Linked DNA regions of Gossypium hirsutum: regions 2 and 3 are each linked to region 1. The links are chromatin contacts, called in public Hi-C maps. All regions are on one chromosome and are shown on one strand. The core of a region is the stretch at or near the end of the contact, and the rest is flanking DNA. Distances in the headings are between cores, read along the strand shown.

Region 1 (3,225 bases), core at 437-2,936:
GTATGTTTCGGGAAAATGACTGAGCCAATGCGCACTCAAATCATCCACTTCACAGTCTCGCAAGTCCAGCTCTTTCAGATTCCTACATCAGAAAGCAGATTGATTTAGAGAAAATAAAAATGAAAGCTCAAATCAATTGCTACCAGAGTTGAATCCAAGAACACCAATGTTGAACAAAATTACAAGTTCATCACTGTCATTATCATTGAAAACGACTTGATTACAAGGCTAAAGTTACTTTTTTTATATATACAATTGAACTTGCATCAAAAGAAAATTAAAGTAACATAAATCTTCACAGCTCTCTAATAAACCAAAAACAACCAAATAATTGTAGGATGATAAGAAAAAAAAATAAACCATCAGAATCTTCGGTAATAGCTATGGAAAAATTATTCCCTCAATCCCCAACTCAGCAAAAAGTTTACCCAAAGAAAAATATTATTGGTTTATATAAACAACAAATCACGAGAAAAGGAATATAATTAAAGAGCATAAACAAGTCCCATTTCACATGAAGAAACCATCCAAAATAGTGAAAACAATACTCAAAAACGAATCTGCTGATATCAAACAAAACAAGGTATCGAAGAGGTAAAAAAGAACATGTGATTTTCATTAGATATTCTTAAAAAGAACCCCCATTTGACCTCAGATCTGAGAAAAGCAAGAGCTGAAATAACTAAGACAACTAGAACACGAGAGCAAACTCCTAAAAGTTCTTCACATCTTTGTTTTAAAAAAAAATAGTTCATGGGAATGAATAAACACTAATCAAGAAAAATGTAGCTAAAACCAAAAACAAATTGGGGAAAAGCTCTACTTTAACTCCCACAAAGATGAAAACTTCAACTCCTTTTCTCAGCTCAAAATGAAAACAAAAAAAAATCCCGAAAAAGGAGAAATGAAAAAAGTTTCATCAAACTCACTTGCAGCTAGCAGCAATGACAGCGAGACCATCAGTTGAAAACCCTTCACAAGAAGAAAGCACCAACACTTTGAAGTTCTTAAACGACTTAGCAATAAGCTCCAAGCTTTCGTCGGTAACGACCATCCTTTTAAGTCGAATCTCTTCGAGCCAAGGATAAGCTCCAGCCATCTCCTCGATCCAGGGAGACACGTAACCTCCCCATCCGTCCGGCACCAGATTGAAATCCGCAAAGTGCGGTTTCCCTTTCAACTCAATGGATCTAAACTCGGGGAACCGTCTGATCACCATCCTCGGGCTCACAGCGTAACAGTTCCCCACAAACACTTTCCTCCGACACCAACGCTCGATCTCGTACCACGATTTACACACCATCGACACCGCGTTCCGGTCTTTATCTGATTGTATGAATGAGAACACATGCTCCAGCACCTCGTCTGGGAACGAAAACGCCATTTTCTTATGCATTAATTAAAACTCGAAAAGAAGGAAAAAAGAAAACACACACACGAAAAAAAGAAAAGAATGAAGGCTTTTGATATGAAAGGATGATTTTTTTTTATCTCGATTTTGGTATTGGGTTTGGGTAGGATTTGAGTTTACTTAAGGCTTAGAGTTTGTTTTTTGAGATCTGAAACGCCATTAACGAAGCTTATAGGGGGAGCAGAGGCTGGGAGGGAGCTATGGAGAGAGAGAAAGAAAGTGAAGTCAAAGACAGACACAATGGACGAGAGAGGATAAGGATTTTTATTTTTGTTTTCGTAAGATGGTTAGATTTTAACCATGGTTAAATTAGTCATGGAAAATAAAGGACAAGCGAGAGAATTTCAATTTTTTTTTTTTTGTGTGGGGGCTGTTTAGATACTGATGGGCGATTAGGAAAGTAACACGTAATGATGGAGAGATGCGGGCCGTAGGATAGACGATGAGAGCCAGAGGTTCTTATCCGTCGACGACTAAGGGGAGCCGCATAAAACGGGTATATGGAAGAAATGTGGGGCAGTGGCACAGCAATAGCAACGAGTTGGATATTTATAATTTTTTTCATAAAATTTATAAATTTCATTTCATTTATCATTTGTATTACCTTTTGATTATACCTAAATTTAAAAAGTATATTTTTTTATTAAGTAGATTTTCCATTTGTATTACATTTAAGTAGAAAATAAATTTGAACAAGAATAATGCGAATTTAAGTAACATATACAAGTTCAAATTTGTTATGAATAACAAATTTTAATTATTATTATCTATATTACCTAAATTCGTATAAAAACAAATAGGATGTCCACGTATAACCATCCTACATTAAGCACATGTTTAGCGAGATTTTGAATAAATATCGGAAGGAAAAAGGGAACGAGATATTGGAGGGGCTGATAAAGTGTGATGATGTGTAGGGAGAGAATGGTGGTGCAAGGAATCTCATGATTCACGTAGCACGGCTGGATCTGGGGGATCGGATATTGCGGGGACCACAAGAAAGGGGTTAAAAAATAAATAATGAGGAATGATCTAATGTGAAATCTTGTTGTCATGACATCACGGCCGTCCAATCATATACAATTGTTTGCATTCAAAATCATGCTATCATTGGCCCCCGCGTACAACCCGCCCTATTCATCTCCAACGGCCTTGATTTATTTCATCATTATTGATCACGTATAAGTAAAAAATATTTTCTTTTTCATAATTTAGATTTCACATGTCAATAAAAGGGATGAGTCAAGGAAAAACGAATGAAGTACGAACGGGCGCACCATGCACCTTGATCAAGACCGTCTGATCAGGTTTACCTTTTCACAGTGTACGGTCGAAATACACAGAACCCGGAAAAATAAAGCTTTCCAAGTAGTAATTAATAAATATTAATTTTTACTGCAAAGGGTAAAAAATAAAAAGAAAAGGTTAAAGAGTCCCCACAATTACAACCGGCTGCACGTACATGTTTTCAGAGAAAATAATTGACTCTTTAACTGGTTTTGTAAAATAACGAAAATACTCCTCATCTTACCAAACTATTCGCCCTCCTATTTCAATTGAACAAAAGGGTAGTTTTGTCAGTTGGCGAAAAGGACATGGTATTATGGGGTTGCACTGTCTTGGCATGGAGTCCATTGAGCTGTCCCTTTTATGTAGAAAAAGTTGAGAAGTTAAAACTCAACGGCCCAGATCTAAAGTTGCTAAAAAAAAGAGATTTGAACCGTCGGATGGCTTCTTCAGATAAGCGTCCTTATCGATAGCAACTGTAAAAGCTTGTCTCTACCTATAGTATATACAATACATACATTATATAC
Region 2 (3,225 bases), core at 202-2,701, 320 kb before region 1:
GTCGTGTTTCTAGCATTGGTTTATGTTGGTTCTTGTTACATGTCTTCACCTCGTCGAGTGGTTGAAAGAACTTGTCAAGTCAATCGTTTTGATAAGAGAAATTTGTTTATTGGAAATATCTTAATTTTGATTAGAAAAATTTGTTTATTGGAAATATCTTGTCTAGCATCTCGTCTTAAATGATTAGCATGTGAATCTCGATCAATTTTCACATCACATTATTGGGATTTATTTAAAGTAATCTATCAAGAGAAGATCCTTCATAGTCCAAAGACATGTATTAAGGGTACACATAACAAATCTACTACATAACGTGGCAACGTTATGAGATTCACAAAAAAGCCCATATCTAAGAAAACAGAGAAGGATGGATACAAGACATACTTGTGAGACTATTACTTTTGTCGAAGTGCCTCCTCAACCCGTCCTCTATTGAATCAATTTTCAATTCTTTACATGACTAGTGGATGAACCGTCACTTATCAATTATCACTCAATTTACTTCTTTGTATCAACTCTTCTAATTATTTTCTTTCATTTTAAAAAGTATTTGTATATCATCCAAAATTAATGATATCCGTATTAAAAACATTCTTAATTTTATCATTTACATTTGAGTTATTATCTTCATTAACAAACAACAAATTTTATAAAATGTTAATGTTAAAACTTGATGAAAGGAGAAAAAGGACAACAGTCCACGGTGATTGTTAACAAGGAACAACCTTTATTAAAGGGATAATGTATATGGCCATTGAATTTGTTCATTATATCTAGTTGATTCCTAAATTTATATTCTTGTTAACTAAGTTGATATATCCACATTGACACTATTAATTTTGCTGGTATGGCACTATTATTCAATCTGATGGTGCCACGTGATGTTTTGAGAGGTTGCCACATGGCAAACATAAATTACAAAATATATTTATGTTTTCCATGTGGTGTTATGAGAAGTTGTCACGTGACATCATCGGATTGATTAGCAGAGTCACATTAGCACAAACTAACGGTGTTAATGCGAAGGTACTAACTTAGTTGATGGAATACAAATTCAATGCTAACTAAATCCAAAAAAAATTTAGAAACTAACTAAATATAAATAGACAAATTCAGATGTCAAATTATATATAATCTCTTTATTAAATGTATAAATGTCAAAATGAGTGAGAAGTTAACAACAGTCGACGGGGAAGGGGTGAAATAAGAAAACATTCAGTGACGATTGTTACGACGTAGGCTGAGGCTAATATCTACTGCTAGCAGTTAAACAAATCTTTTTTTGCAAACGTAAGATAAAAGTGAATTCCATTGGCATTCAAAAAAGGAAAAAAGAAAACATCAGTTTGATTTACAAGCCTAATAAGGCCGAGCAAACATGATTGACTTTGAAGGCCTAATAGGCCCAATTTATTTATATTTAAAAATTATTTAAAAGTTTTATAAAATCGATTAACTTTTTAATATACGACACGGGTAAATTTTATGTTTTTCTATGTTGTTCTTAATTTCCAGAAAGGGGAAAAAAAAACAGAAAGAAGAAGAGCAAAAGTCTCTATTTTGTTCTTTCTTTCTTCGTGTTCCTATTCTAACCAATGGCAGGGGACTCTGTAATTTCGCCTCAGAGAAGCAAAGATTTCGGAAAACACGAGCATGGGTATCTTCTCTTTGCTCTATATTCTTTTTTGTTTCCTTTGGGTTTCAATTTGTTAAATTCTTTTTTTTTGTTTGTTTTTCTTTCAGATGCGATCACTACAAGAGACGATGTAAAATCCTTGCTCCTTGCTGTAATAAGATCTTCCCTTGCCGTCATTGCCATAACGAGACCTCAGTACTCTCTCTCCCTTCTCTCGTTTCCCTTTCCCTTTTCATGTTCATTTACGTTTTTAAATTGCCTGCCTTGGTTAGATATATTTATTAATCTTATTGTTTTGGATTGTTTAAAATTTTTTTCTTTTAATAATTCATTTATTTATTTGTTTAATTTAGAACTCACTTAGCAACCCAAAAGATCATCACGACCTTGTCAGGCAGGATGTCAAGCAAGTATGTCTTATTTGACAAAATCACCTTTCATGTTGTACCTTAACATATAATTGTTATAATGGAGTGGAGTTGATGATGTGTCAGGTTATTTGTTCAATCTGCAATACCCAACAGGAGGTATGTCTCGTTGCATTTAATTCTGTGGTAGTAACTGTAAGTGTCTCAACTCTGAAAGTCCATTTTTCTAATGTCCAGGTTACTCAAGTCTGTTCCCATTGTGGGGTAAACATGGGAGAATATTTCTGCGACATTTGTAAATTCTATGATGATGATGTAAGATCATTGCATGTTTATGTTTACTTTTATTCCACTTAAAGAATCATGTTGAGTTTATGTTATGAATGTTGCAGATTACAAAGGGACAATTCCATTGTAATGATTGTGGAATTTGTAGGTTAGTTAGCATGTTGTGTCCGATTGCTTAAGTTTTTTACCTGTTATTGTAACTTGTTTCCGTCTTATATCTTGTCAACTTCTAGTCTGGTCTAATCTGTGGTTTACACAGGGTTGGTGGCCGTGATAAGTTCTTTCACTGCGAGAAATGTGGTAGGCAGTCTTATTACCATTCTTGCTCCTTAATTGATTTAGTTTTAGAGTTGGTTTCTTTTATAGTATTGTATGGAATTTCCTGTTATACTTGTTATGGGGCACAATATGCTATTCCTCTTTAAGCTGAAAAGAAACGGAAAAAGATGAAAAGGATAGCTGAATTATAAGTTATTGATATTCATGGTGGTTTGATCATATTAACCAGATGTGGTTCTTCTCTAATTTTTGTTTATTTCATAGGATTAACCTAAGAAAGCCAAAGGAAATAGCCAAAATCGTAATGATAGATAGCCCTTAAAATCCTTCTTTTCCCTACTGTTGTAATATTGCGGAGTGCAGCGAAGTATATTGGCTTTATCTGTTGTTTAGATGGCCGTGTTCCAGAGTGTTTATTGAGGCGTGTTGCAGTTCTATAGTCGTAGTGTCTCCTATTTTGTCCATTATCATTTTAAACATAGGGCTCAAAGAGATGACTCCTAAGACATCTGGGGTCCTTTCAATGAGTTTCTGACTCCATTAGATAGTTGCAGATTTAATGGTGTCCCAAGCTAGGTTACTTCAGACTCGTAAAATTCACTTAGTTTTAGATTTAAGCTGGAGTTTCATTTAAAGGCTAAAGAAAAAGGCATA
Region 3 (3,225 bases), core at 380-2,879, 260 kb after region 1:
AAACACATGTATGAATTTGGATAGGATTTATTGCTATAAATATCACAAATCAAGTCGGTTTACAAAATTTTAATTTCCTGATGTGCAAGAAAATCGTTTTGAAACCAGATAATTTCCAATATGGTGAGCTCTTGCGAATGAGATGTACAAAGGGGGAAATGATTCGAGTTAGACAATGGTAGAGACATAAGTCGCGCAAATGTTCTGAGGGGTGGAACAACACGACAGATAGACTAGTTGAGAATCAATTGAAAAATTGAGGCAGCTCCGGGAGAAGTCAAACCAGTGTCATTTCGAGGACGCGAGGAGGGCGTCGCGAGAATAGGTGGGGAAGATTGTCACGGGCCGCAGATCAAAGCCCGTGAAGGATGCGCATAAAGTGTCTCATAGAGGTCAACTTATTTAATGGGGCTCATTTGACCCACTTGAATTGGTCTGATTCGTGAACCCATGGAGAAGCCTATCTGTTTGAAGCCTTGGTGGCCCAATGAAACACTCTAGTAAAACTAGAGTTACCATGGTAATTATTGTATATCCTAATGGATAAAGAAGTATAGAGCTTAAATCCCTTAGAACTCTCATTTTGTATATAGACATTAATCTTAATTGTTGATGTAATTTGATTTGTATCATTGGATCTAAGGGAGCTCAACTATAAATAGAGCTCTCTCCCTTCATTTGTAATCATTTCATTCATAGTTATTGAATATTATTAAGAGAATTTACTCAAACACTTGGTGTGTGATTGTTTTCTTATGGCTTTTTTGTTTTTTCATTGCTTATTTATCTTTGAGTTGCTTCTGTTTTATTTCGGTCCCTTAGAGAAATTCCTTTGTGATTTCTTATTTTCGAGAGCTACACTAACTTAGGTGAATTTGAAGCAAAGAAATCACTTAAGGCCATATGGATTGTGAGACTAAAATTCTAGCCCCGTGACAATTACAGCTACTTCCTTGTTGCCAAATTTAATTTTCACCTTACTAGGTTGTGCAATATTCTATACCCAGAAGTAGAATATGAATTTTTATTTATATATATTTAAACAAAAGCTATTAATATAAATATTAATGAACGGTAAAAAATTATTATGGGTTTAAGTCCATTCCAATTGGCAACTTTATTGATTGAGTCTTGACTCAAATGATATTATGCTATTGCAACAACAACGAGGATATAAATTTGAGTGGGCTTAAATGTGTTCTTTCTCCATTTTAACGATTCGGAGAGTTATGGATACTTAAATAGAAATAGGCATTGTATAAAATTTTGAAATAGCTTTGTTGACAATTAGATGTTATATAAGATGGATGTATATTTTTAATAAAATATAAATATATATATTTAATAGTACAAATATATGATAGTTGTAATTAGTAATTAGGTAATGATAATAAAAAAATAAGTTTAGTAGTTTTGGTTCGTAACTTTAAGGACTGACTATGATTAAAAGAAAAACAAATTCAAGTTTATAATATAGCAGAAAAAAAACTTAGCCACCGAATAAGAGATGATCTCATCAAAAAAAAATGATATCCAAAGAAAGAAACATTAATTATTTAAGCAAATTTTTTCCAATATTAATTTTGTCTTATACGGTAATCGTAGTATAAAGTTACAACCCACATCCATGTTTCCATTGCCCATCCTTCCTTCCCTGCCTTCAAAACAAAGCCAATTTATTTAGTTTTTCCTTTTCTGATTGGGGCACTGCAGAAAAACATAAGCAATATGCAAGAACAACCGGTCATTATCATCGGAGCCGGCCCCTCAGGGTTGGCTACCGCCGCTTCCCTTAACCTCCACTCAATCCCTTACATCATCCTCGAAAGAGAGGATTGTTTCGCCTCCCTTTGGAAGAAATACGCCTACGATCGTCTCCACCTTCACTTACACAAGCAGTTCTGCCAGCTTCCCCATCTCCCTTTCCCTCACTCTTATCCCCGTTTCATCTCTAAGCAACAGTTCGTATCTTATTTGGACGACTACGTTTCTCATTTTAAGATCACCCCTTTGTACTGTCGATGCGTTGAGCTGGCTGTGTTCGATGAAATAATCAAGGAATGGACCGTCAAGGTCAGGAACTTGGGTTCCGGCGAGGTCGAGGAGTTCAGGGGGAGGTTTTTGGTCGTCGCCAGTGGAGAAGCAACCGACCCTTACACACCTGAGATTGAAGGACTGAAATCGTTTCCTGGAGATGTTCTTCATTCAACCCAGTTCAAAAATGGGAAGGCGTTTAGAGACAAGAACGTTTTGGTTGTTGGGTCAGGCAATTCCGGCATGGAGATCGCCATGGACCTCGCGAATCACGGTGCCAAAACATCCATCGTCGTTCGCAGCCCGGTAAGAAGAAGAAAAAAGAAACAAGATACTACTTGGATCTGATTATTTGAAATTCAAATAATTGATCTGTGTGTTTGTGTGGGGGTGCAGGTTCATATACTTTCGAGGGAAATGGTTTACTTGGGGTTGAATCTGTTGAAGTATATACCATTAAACATGGTGGACTGGTTGATGGTCATGCTTAGCAAGCTGGTTTACAGGGAGTTGAGTAAGTACGGGCTTAGCAGGCCTAAGGAGGGTCCATTTTTCATGAAAGTTGCCGACGGCAAGTACCCTGTTTTGGATGTCGGAACCTATAGCAAGATCAGGTCCCGGGAGATTCAGGTAAAGTTCACATCTTTTTCAAGGAATTTAAGGATTGCCCTACAATTTTCCTTGCTTTTTCTTTCTAGTCTTGTACTAGGAACTCATAATTATTACAAATCTTTCCTTATGCAAAACTAAAGTATACTAAATTAATTGCGCGGACCTTCAACTATAACCGCTTTCTATTTTTATATTTAATTTTTTTTTTGTTTTCTTTTCATTGCTGATTTATCATTTTTTTCATATTTTATCAAGGGAGAAATTAGACAAACAATTTAGAGATTGAAATTAGGTTATATATTTTTACAATAATTTCATCAAGACTCAAAATATAATTTTACAATTTACCAATTTAAAAATTTTATAAATTATAAAATAACTAAAAATTAAACTTCCATTTTAGGGTAGAGGCCTCACAGCCCCCGCTCCACCCCTATATTCTACCTCAAAACTTACTATGTTTTCATTGTCAATTTTTTAATTAATTAGAATGAAAATGATAATTTATGTGTTAAATTGTGATCAAAATAAAATTGAAAAAATAGATATAGTTGAAAGACTGAATTAGGGGTGAGTGTT

What was found. A called contact is a pair of places that touch in the nucleus more often than the background predicts.
Region 2: a Hi-C map of leaf shows a contact between it and region 1, with 2.6 times the contacts expected there. The contact joins the promoter of LOC107913261 here to the promoter of LOC107913247 in region 1. A contact is called at or near these places in 13 of 34 Hi-C or Micro-C datasets (anther, callus, hypocotyl and 3 more).
Region 3: a contact with region 1 is called in a Hi-C map of leaf, with 1.8 times the contacts expected there. The contact joins the promoter of LOC107913211 here to the promoter of LOC107913247 in region 1. A contact is called at or near these places in 7 of 34 Hi-C or Micro-C datasets (anther, hypocotyl and leaf).

What each region holds. Positions count from the first base shown.
Region 1 is chrD08:11,610,005-11,613,229 of Gossypium_hirsutum_v2.1, reverse strand. LOC107913247 (protein TRANSPORT INHIBITOR RESPONSE 1) reads right to left here and starts at 1,686. Exons shown (of 3, transcript XM_016841773.2): 1 at 930-1,686; 2 at 1-82. The coding sequence starts at 1,396.
Region 2 is chrD08:11,927,615-11,930,839 of Gossypium_hirsutum_v2.1, reverse strand. It overlaps LOC107913261 (E3 ubiquitin-protein ligase MIEL1), which reads left to right and starts at 1,451. Exons shown (of 12, transcript XM_016841792.2): 1 at 1,451-1,657; 2 at 1,744-1,831; 3 at 1,990-2,046; 4 at 2,131-2,163; 5 at 2,242-2,319; 6 at 2,397-2,440; 7 at 2,552-2,592. The coding sequence starts at 1,596.
Region 3 is chrD08:11,346,032-11,349,256 of Gossypium_hirsutum_v2.1, reverse strand. LOC107913211 (probable indole-3-pyruvate monooxygenase YUCCA10) reads left to right here and starts at 1,629. Exons shown (of 4, transcript XM_041099847.1): 1 at 1,629-2,340; 2 at 2,431-2,664. The coding sequence starts at 1,729.